Linked DNA regions of Mus musculus: all the other regions are linked to region 2. The links are chromatin contacts, called in public HiChIP or PLAC-seq maps. All regions are on one chromosome and are shown on one strand. Each heading gives the region's core, a stretch centred on a gene start, on an enhancer-like site or on the middle of the called end of the contact. The rest is flanking DNA. Distances are from core to core; before and after follow the strand shown. Region 1 overlaps St8sia4 (ST8 alpha-N-acetyl-neuraminide alpha-2,8-sialyltransferase 4). Region 2 has its middle 45 kb from the start of Fam174a. Region 3 has its middle 46 kb from the start of 4930598F16Rik.

The links. HiChIP or PLAC-seq counts read pairs in DNA pulled down with a chosen protein or histone mark.
Region 1: a contact with region 2 is called in an H3K27ac HiChIP or PLAC-seq map of large pre-B cells, with 2.1 times the contacts expected there. The contact joins two enhancer-like sites. A contact is called at or near these places in 1 of 15 datasets of contacts at CTCF or cohesin (pro-B cells) and 1 of 115 datasets of contacts at active chromatin or transcription factors (large pre-B cells).
Region 3: a RAD21 HiChIP or PLAC-seq map of pro-B cells shows a contact between it and region 2, with 4 times the contacts expected there. The contact joins two enhancer-like sites. A contact is called at or near these places in 2 of 15 datasets of contacts at CTCF or cohesin (large pre-B cells and pro-B cells), 3 of 484 Hi-C or Micro-C datasets (the BV-2 cell line, cardiomyocytes and large pre-B cells) and 1 of 115 datasets of contacts at active chromatin or transcription factors (large pre-B cells).

What each region holds. Positions count from the first base shown.
Region 1 is chr1:95,588,974-95,591,875 of GRCm38.p6, forward strand. St8sia4 (ST8 alpha-N-acetyl-neuraminide alpha-2,8-sialyltransferase 4) reads right to left here. Exons shown (of 5, transcript NM_009183.2): 5 at 1-2,902. The coding sequence ends at 2,709. Among named protein-coding and RNA genes, the nearest start is that of St8sia4, 77 kb to the right of the region's middle. Within about 2 kb of position 1,323, at least 85 of the 459 cell types and tissues checked have an H3K27ac peak or open chromatin away from gene starts, as enhancers often do. A contact at or near this core is called in pro-B cells, where this site is marked.
Region 2 is chr1:95,266,814-95,269,599 of GRCm38.p6, forward strand. No RefSeq gene overlaps it. Among named protein-coding and RNA genes, the nearest start is that of Fam174a, 45 kb to the right of the region's middle. Within about 2 kb of position 1,463, at least 100 of the 459 cell types and tissues checked have an H3K27ac peak or open chromatin away from gene starts, as enhancers often do. A contact at or near this core is called in pro-B cells, where this site is marked.
Region 3 is chr1:95,761,103-95,763,802 of GRCm38.p6, forward strand. No RefSeq gene overlaps it. Among named protein-coding and RNA genes, the nearest start is that of 4930598F16Rik, 46 kb to the left of the region's middle. Within about 2 kb of position 1,344, at least 4 of the 459 cell types and tissues checked have an H3K27ac peak or open chromatin away from gene starts, as enhancers often do. A contact at or near this core is called in pro-B cells, where this site is marked.

The DNA of each region.
Region 1 (2,902 bases), core at 73-2,572, 320 kb after region 2:
ATGGTCTGTTCATGTCAAAAGCACAGTAGCAATCATGTTAGCTCAGTGACTGGGATATTTCACAGTCAGCTACCTGGGTATTCCCAAGTGCATGATTAAAACATTAGAAAAAGGAAATAAAACAAATAAAGCTGTTAGCATACCATATTAAGGAAATCACAGATAGTTCAAGTATATGCTTATAATTTGATTTTGTTATGATTCCTTATGCCATCATGTGTGTTAAGTCCTAACTCTTTTCTCTACTGTTAGTCTTCAATTCTCTCCTTGCCTTCCTCCTGTAAGAAAGCCGTGATAGGGATTGAGCAGTGATGGCAAATGAAAGGGTGTGTGTGTGAGGATGAAATAATCTCACACAATATTTCCTCTTTGAGTGCTAAATGTCTTTAATTGAATCCATTCTTATGTACTGAAAGTTCCCTGAGATGAACAAAAGTAGTTATCTCTCAAATCTGAAGCCCTTTTGATACTGAACATTTCTCTAACTGGGCAAGCATTTAGGAAACACAAAGCAGAGGGTGAAGAATCAATGCAAAGACATTAAAAGGCACTACTCAATGCATGTAAGAGATAGACATCAATGCATGCAAAAGTGAATGGCTAAGCTGTGCTTGCTGTGGCCAAAATGTTGTTTAAACACATCTTTTTTTCCCTTCTTAAAATTTCAGTCAAGATGGTATGCTGCTGCTTTCAGATACATACTTTGAATGAGTGCCAAGATAGAATTTACTTGCCAGAATTTACTTGCAACCTCTGGATTTCTAAGGAATTCATGTTAGCTGTTGGTGGGAACACAGATCTGCATAGAGTTCAAAATAAGTTTTATATATTATCCAATGATCACACATCCAGTGTATTAGACTTTCAATTTAACATCTACATAACACATATTTAACACTTTTTATTAAATGTATTGAATTGCGAAATAAAAATGAAATTTAATGATAAAGGTATATACTGGTTATGAAATGCCCATATCCATTCTCTTTTCCTTTCTGATAGATACATGGATTCTCAGAAACTGTTATTTTTATCCTGAGATTCTATCACTGTTTTAAAAAACACTGCAGCTAATATTAAAAATTTGGTAACTGTACTACATGACTATCCTTGTCCAGAATATGAATACATATATAATATATATGTATACCTTTGCTGTGCTCTTCATTCATTTTAGATTGCCTGACTTAGAAAAACAAAACATACACATTTTTCATGCCATTTCTGCTTTCTTCTGATTGCCTTCCCCAAGAAACAGGAAGTCATGTTAAATTGCTGCAGGCAAAAGCAGAAGTAAGAATATAGTTCTGCTTTCAAAAGAAACAGAAAGCCTGGCCACCAGTCAATTCAGTCACGTATGTAAGTCAGTAAGTCACTCTATGAGTAAGTTCATGTTGTTTTAAAAAATGCAGTCATAATGGAACTGTACTTAACTACAGAAAAATCCTTGTTAACTGAATTCATTTGACGTATTGTTGATGTGTTATTGTTAAACTGCTTTGAATTAATTACCTGTTATGAAAACAACACTCAGTTAATCATCTTATTTTGTGGAGAGAAATTTTAAAATAATAGTAAGTGCTTCATATTGATCTCTGCACCTGAATAGCCAAGAAGATTTTACTGAATGAGAAGTCTCATTTCAGCTACTTCAATCCAACAATCTACCTGGCCATGGATTTCCACAAAATTATGATGAAATGTCAAAGAAGTAAATTAAAAGTAATGTTTGAACTTGAAATTTTTAACTGTGTAGAGCTGAGTTTCCTATTAACTTCATATAAATGTGTTCATGTTAATAATATATTCTCTTTATAACAGGAGAGTGGCTTACTGTGTAGGAACATGATATAATCTTTGGTACCAAGAGTGAAACTTTTCTGCTATTTTTACCATTTTTCAAATATCACTCCTTCATAATAGTCTACTAATATCGAGTGGTATAGTTTGGCTGGTACCCACTACACCATTGATCTATAATCCAGAGATTTAGAGTTGTGCAAAGTAAAACAAACAAACAAACGAACAAGCATAAGTTTGGTGTGACTGTTGTTTAAAAATATATAAGGACTTTAGAAAGGACTGTTTGATGTTCGTTTTTCTCATTCACATGTGTTTCCCATTTCTGTATCTCAAATGAATTTCTAAGCACCCAAACCCAAACCAAAATAAATGTCAGAAGACAAACAAGAAATATAAGCAAAACGTAAACATGACCATTCTCAGTGTCCTGACTGAAAGCGTTTCCTCAAGTTGCTTCATGTCATGGATTTCACTGCTTGAACTCTCTCCTTCTTCATTTCTACTAAGGATGTTTTCAAGTCCCAAGGGCTGAGCTGTGCTCCTGGGTTCCTCTTCCAGTGTGCTTGGCATTACAGTGGCTGCCCCACAGTGATGAACATGTTTGCTTTGCTAACTGATGTTGAGTGCACTGTTGAATCTTGTAAACACTACTGATAATACATTCAAACTGTATTCTTCATGGAAGTGGCACTTACTAGGACCCTTGAAGTCAGAATATGTTGTAGTCAGAGCACTTTGCAGGTTTTTCATCAGCTGGTGGTGAATTCACACAGACTTCCATTTCAGCTACTCAGTCAAGTGGTGGATGCTGAATCCCAGCCTTATTTTGGATCCTGATTCTAAATCTCCAGAAGCATCTTAAAAAAACAAAGTCTGTGTTCAGTTTTTATCCTCCAAAGTGTGCCTTATTGCTTCATGCACTTTCCTGTGGTCAGTTTTAGAGCTCCTCTATTGTGTAGCACATTCAATGTTTTAAATTCTAATGGCATCCTGTGAGGACTGGCGTTGGAAAAGTATCTATATTTTAAGTCATCATAGTAATGATATTTGACAGCTTTTCCATTCAGATCCTTGGGAAATGGCCAGAATCCATAAAGGT
Region 2 (2,786 bases), core at 213-2,712:
ATGGTATCTGAAAAGATTTTGATGAGTCTGGAAACCACTTAGTACAAGAAATCTTTACATTTTTATTTACAAAAAAAAATCTTGTCACTTTTATTTAAGAGGGTTTTGCATAAAATTGTCTTCAAAACAAAGGCAACATTTAAGAATTTTTATGTTTATAAAAATGAAAGGTGTGACCTGCTAGTGTATAAGTTTTCTGTTGCTACAGAACAAGTGAACAAAAATATATGTTTTAACGGAACACACATATTATCATTTCAGCACATAGGTCTATCTCAACTGTCTCTTCAGCTAAAGTTTTATCCTAGGATGCATTTGAAACATTAGTCAGGAATTGACTTTCATCTAGTGACTTCCCTGGAAAGATATACCTCCAGGTATGACTGGGAGCCCTAGACATATACCAGCCACACTTACTACAAGTTCCCTACCACCTGACCTTCAAAGGAGCTTAACATTATAATTAACTTATTCAAAGCCATAACATAGAGGGAGCAAAACAGCCATGAAGAACAGAGTTGATATAGCATAATGAGAGGAAGATAATGAATCATAATGATAAAATATCATCACAGGGGGAAGATTACATAACACCAGTGCCAGAAAGGGAATCACTGGGGCTGAATCAGTGGGGATATCTTGGGTTTGACTGCCATTGAAGTTAGCAAAATGATATATCTACAGATTAAAGAGATAGATAAATCAGTAATTAAGCAATAAGTGTTAACAAAATAAAATTGCTAACCAAAATAGCTGTATTGACGTCACTGTGATGACTCAGTGGGTAGGAGCACATGGCCCCAATTCAATCCATCCTGAGAACTCACGTTACGGAAGCAGAAAAGAACACTTGCAAAGCTGCCCTTTAACACCCCCATATGTCCTATGGCATGCATGTGCATATATACACATGGTAAATAAGTATAGAAGATTAAAATGTTTCATTGTTATCAGTTAACTTTCTGATATACATTTACTGTACTTGGATAGAAACCTCGGGAAGGGAAGAAGATGCTCTTCTCCAGTGCTAACCCTTGGCAACCTTTGCATTCCTTCACATTTGATAGAGTCTGGCAACAGATAAAAGCAAGAGCAAAAGAAGGTTGCATCTATTGCCCAGGGCAATGAAGCCAAGACCTTTCACCCTATGAGTGTTAAAGATCTTACGTGTGCTTCTAATGTTGAGATTCCTCAGTATTTAACAGCAGCTTGTGGCGCAGCTTGCTAAAGCTACTGTCACAGCTGTCTCTGCACATGAAGCAGATAAAAGAACATTTTCTCTCTGTTACTGCTTGGGTCACCGCCAGCTGCTGCTCTCGTAGATTCACCTCTTTTGAAGATGTCAGTGTAGCCTGATATTTGTGTTTGCAGCTCGGTCGGTCTGCTGACTTCTCAACTCTGACTCTGGCACCTGTCAATGCAATGTGGTTCCCACAGTTTCGCTTTTACTCACTGTGGACTCTCTCCCACACCACCACATATTCAAAAGCTCTTCTGCAGCTGTCAAAGCAGCCAGCTGCTTTTCCCCTTCTGTAGCTTGGCTCTCCAACCTTCCCTCACTCACTGCTACTGCTGCTACCACAGCTCTGTCATCTCCGCTCTACTTCTTTCTTCATGCTACCAAATGAGATCATTCGCCAATTGCAAGGAAGGAAAACAATGCCCGATTGAAAGTCGTTCACTGGGCTGAATGTTGAAACACCAGCGCAACAACAGCGGAGTATCTCTTAGCTAGCTTACCCATGAACCACATAGCTTCTCTGTGTAGCCAGAGAAGGGGTGTTTTGACCAATCACAGCAAACTTTACACTCAAAGGCAAGTTTCTTGTTTTCACTGACCACAGGCTGGCCCAGCTTGTATAGTTAGAGCAGTTCCATTGCAGCTCCAGGAGCCCCCATTCCCATTCCAGCCTGGGTAGAAAAGAGCCCCATGAGTACCCTGGGGCTTTTCATAGCAAAGTATCCCATGCAAATGGTACTTGAGAGAGTTAAGACTGAGCTGCGGTTTCAGGAGGGCGGTTGTCCCTCTACAGCAATTGTGATCTGCATAACGGTAGTCCAGTCAGTTGGTTTCAAACAGTCCTTTTCTTCAAGGTATCCTGTAGAGATGGAAAGAAACCAATAGTTGTCACCTAGGAATCCACATCACAACACTATCCAGTTTCTCTCATTTCCAGGCAGACAAATATCAGCAGAAGCGCTTATAATTTATATTATTATCAGTTTTAACATTTAACATTATTTTTTAATTGGATATTTTATTTACATTTCAAATGGTTTCTCCTTTCTAGGTCTCCCCTTCGGAAGCCCCCTATCCCATCTCCCCTCCCACTGCCTCTATGAGGGTGCTCCCCACGCACCCACCCACTCCTGCCTCCCCGCCCTGGCATTCCCCCACACTGGGACATCGAACACCCTCAGGCCCAAGGAACTCTCCTCCCGCTGATGTCCAACAAGGCCATCCTCTGCCACATATGCAGCCAGCACCATGGGTCCCTTCATGTGTATTCTTTGGTTGATGGTCCAGTCCCTGGGAGCCCCAGGGGTTCTGGCCTGTTGACACTGTTGCTCCCTCCATGGGGCTGCAAAACCCCTCAGCTCCTTCACTCCCTTCTCCAACTCCCCATAGGGGACCCCAGCTCAGTCCAATATTTGGCTGTGTACATCTACATCTGTATTTGTCAGGCTCTGGCAGAGCCTCTCAGGAGACAGTCATATCAGGCTTCTGTCAACAAGCACTTCCCTGCATCCACAATAGCGTCAAGGTTTGGTGGCTCTATATGGAA
Region 3 (2,700 bases), core at 94-2,593, 490 kb after region 2:
CTAGCTGTCTCTGTGAGCCTGTGATTCCTAAGATTCTGGGTGTTTCAGACTTCCTGAGAGTTAAGCTGCCTCTGAAATGTTCAGATTCTTGTGTGACCAAGCTCCTGGGATCCAGGATGTGTTAGAGCTCCTGGGATTTGAGTCTCCTCTGGTGCTGTGAGACTGGTTGCAGAGATAGCATCCAAGGTAAATCAGGGCAGATCAGAAGGAACCAGAGCCACTGGTTGGGCATGATTCCTGTGCTCCTGGATCCTGCTGTTCCCAGTTATTCCTGGTGGTTTTAGAACAGATGTTGTGTCCTGCTCACCCCTGATCCTAAGATCCTGGGCATGCTAGAGTGCCTGGGAGTGGAGCCTCCTCTGGGTGCTGTAGGACTGGCTGTGGAGTTAGTACCATTTATCTCCCTTATTATTGGATTCAGAAGTTTCTCAGAATTATTTATTTTTCTGACTTTTACACTCAGGTACTTAGTATATAACACTAATAGAACCTACTCTCAGCTCTTATTTTAATTGAATGTATTAGATGAAAATCTGTGGTCAGACTTTATTGAGTCTGTATCAATATTTAAGAGCTAGAGATAAAATAAGCATCAACACACCACAGATAATTGTGAAATAGACAAATAATGATGCAGTGAGCTAAAAGGTACCAACTTTATATGTTGTCATTGGTTCATAGATTAGATAGGTATGTTTTATTGTTTTCAGCAAAAAAATCAAACAAGGCAAATAAAGTCATTTGACATTCATTTGAGGATTTTTTCAATAACTCAGTTGTAATTTTTGATGACTCACAGAATAATAATGCCATAATACATTGATTTATTTTGTTGTCAAAACAGATGAAAACATATTTCTTTTTAATCTGTGCCTGTTTCATACAACAGAAATATTAGTGATATGTGTGTATATATATGTATATCATAGATACTGAAATTGTTATTCATCAAGTTTAATATTTATATAAATGACATGCACAACTCAACATTTGACATAATGGTTAATCTTAAATTTAAGATTTATGCTTTACTTATATTCATATTCTAAAATTCATCATGTTTTTCAAGATAAATTTGTGTGTGGAGTAGTAGGATATTAAATTACTAAGATATTCTTTCTTATCACCAGGCTTCCTGAAAAAAAATATGTCTTATTTAAATGGATTTTTAATATGGCAACGTTTCAGCTATAGGAATGCAGCACATTTATAGGTTTGTGGATTACAATCTCTATTTTTCATTTATGTAGGTTATTTGTCTTCCTTTGGTGTTTTAAGGAACTATGACAGAAAGGTTTGTGTGGCACAGAAAGAAATCAGAGCTCCACCTAGAGGCAGAGTGGCATACTGCATTCTGGACCAGGAGTAGAGCCTTTTTTCCCCTGGGAGTTACAGATACTATTCCTTCACAGTGTGTAAACAGGATATGAAGCCAATGTACTTTAATGTAGCAAAAACAATGACGTTATACTGGGGAAAATGACTTAGACTAAAAATTTCCATTAACTATAATATATTTACAAAAGTTTAAGCACTTGAATTCTGCCTATGTTAAGGAGAATTTTAAAATTAAAATTCCACAAGCAAATGTGAGTTGTTTGTACTGAAACAGTGCTGTTGAAAGCCATGGTAAAGTTCCAGTGTTAAAATCACTAGAACAATAGCCAAATTATAGATGATAGTATGGAGAATTTTAATGCATGGTATAATGTAAATGAAGAGAATTTTAACAATGTTCTTGAATTACATTGAGCTGAAATATAAGAGAAAATGAAAGATGAACAGTGCTCACAATCAGGGTCATATTTGTAATTTATTATTTAAGAAGGATCATGTATTCAGGTATCTGCTCCTGTGATTCCTGGAGAAGAGTTTAAAGATGAGTGACAGCTGGATCATCAGAAAGCGGCTCTGGAATGTCAGGAAAAGATAAATGTTTTGACTTCAGTACTTGTGTTTTAAGATAGGCAAGAATGTCCTCTGCATTACAGAACACTAGAGAATGTGGTAAAGTGATACCAGAGCAAGTGACGGGAGACATGGCTGGTCTTAAGTGGCATATAAAATAACATAAAGAAAAATTAGAAGTGTAATTTTTAAGAATGATAATTTCAAAGAATGCATTGTCTGTTTAAAGATGAATTCTGGGATCCCACTGAGGTTGGAGTTTGCATGGTGCTTATGCTGAGAAGCAAGGCAAGAGAAGCTGGCCACAGGGTTTCACCCTGATGGTTTCCTGGAGGACGATATCAAGTAAGGGGATAAATGTTTAGAAGATAGTGTGTATATAGCCATACTTTAACCATTGGTTTGACACTGGGGTGACAAGAAAGACCATGAAATATTCTTTGTTTCCTTCTCTTTTTTTATTCTTCAGAATATCAATGCATGTTTCTCCTGAAACAAACTACTTAATTCTTGACCTTAGATTTTACCCCCAGAGTCCTAATCTTCATTAGCATCACATTCCTGTACACCTGGAATGAGTTTCTTGACTTCTGTCTTTCACTTTATGACACTTTGGATCCCCACTGGACTTTTCTTGACATCACACAGCAAGCCATCCACTATTGCTGGTTTTAATTAGCACCAGTCCTCACTAGACGAGTTGGTCTGAGGTTGTATATGCACTAACATATCAAGAATACTCTACCCTGAAGGGCAACCCTTCCTATGTGTGCGCTCCTGTGTTTGGAGCTG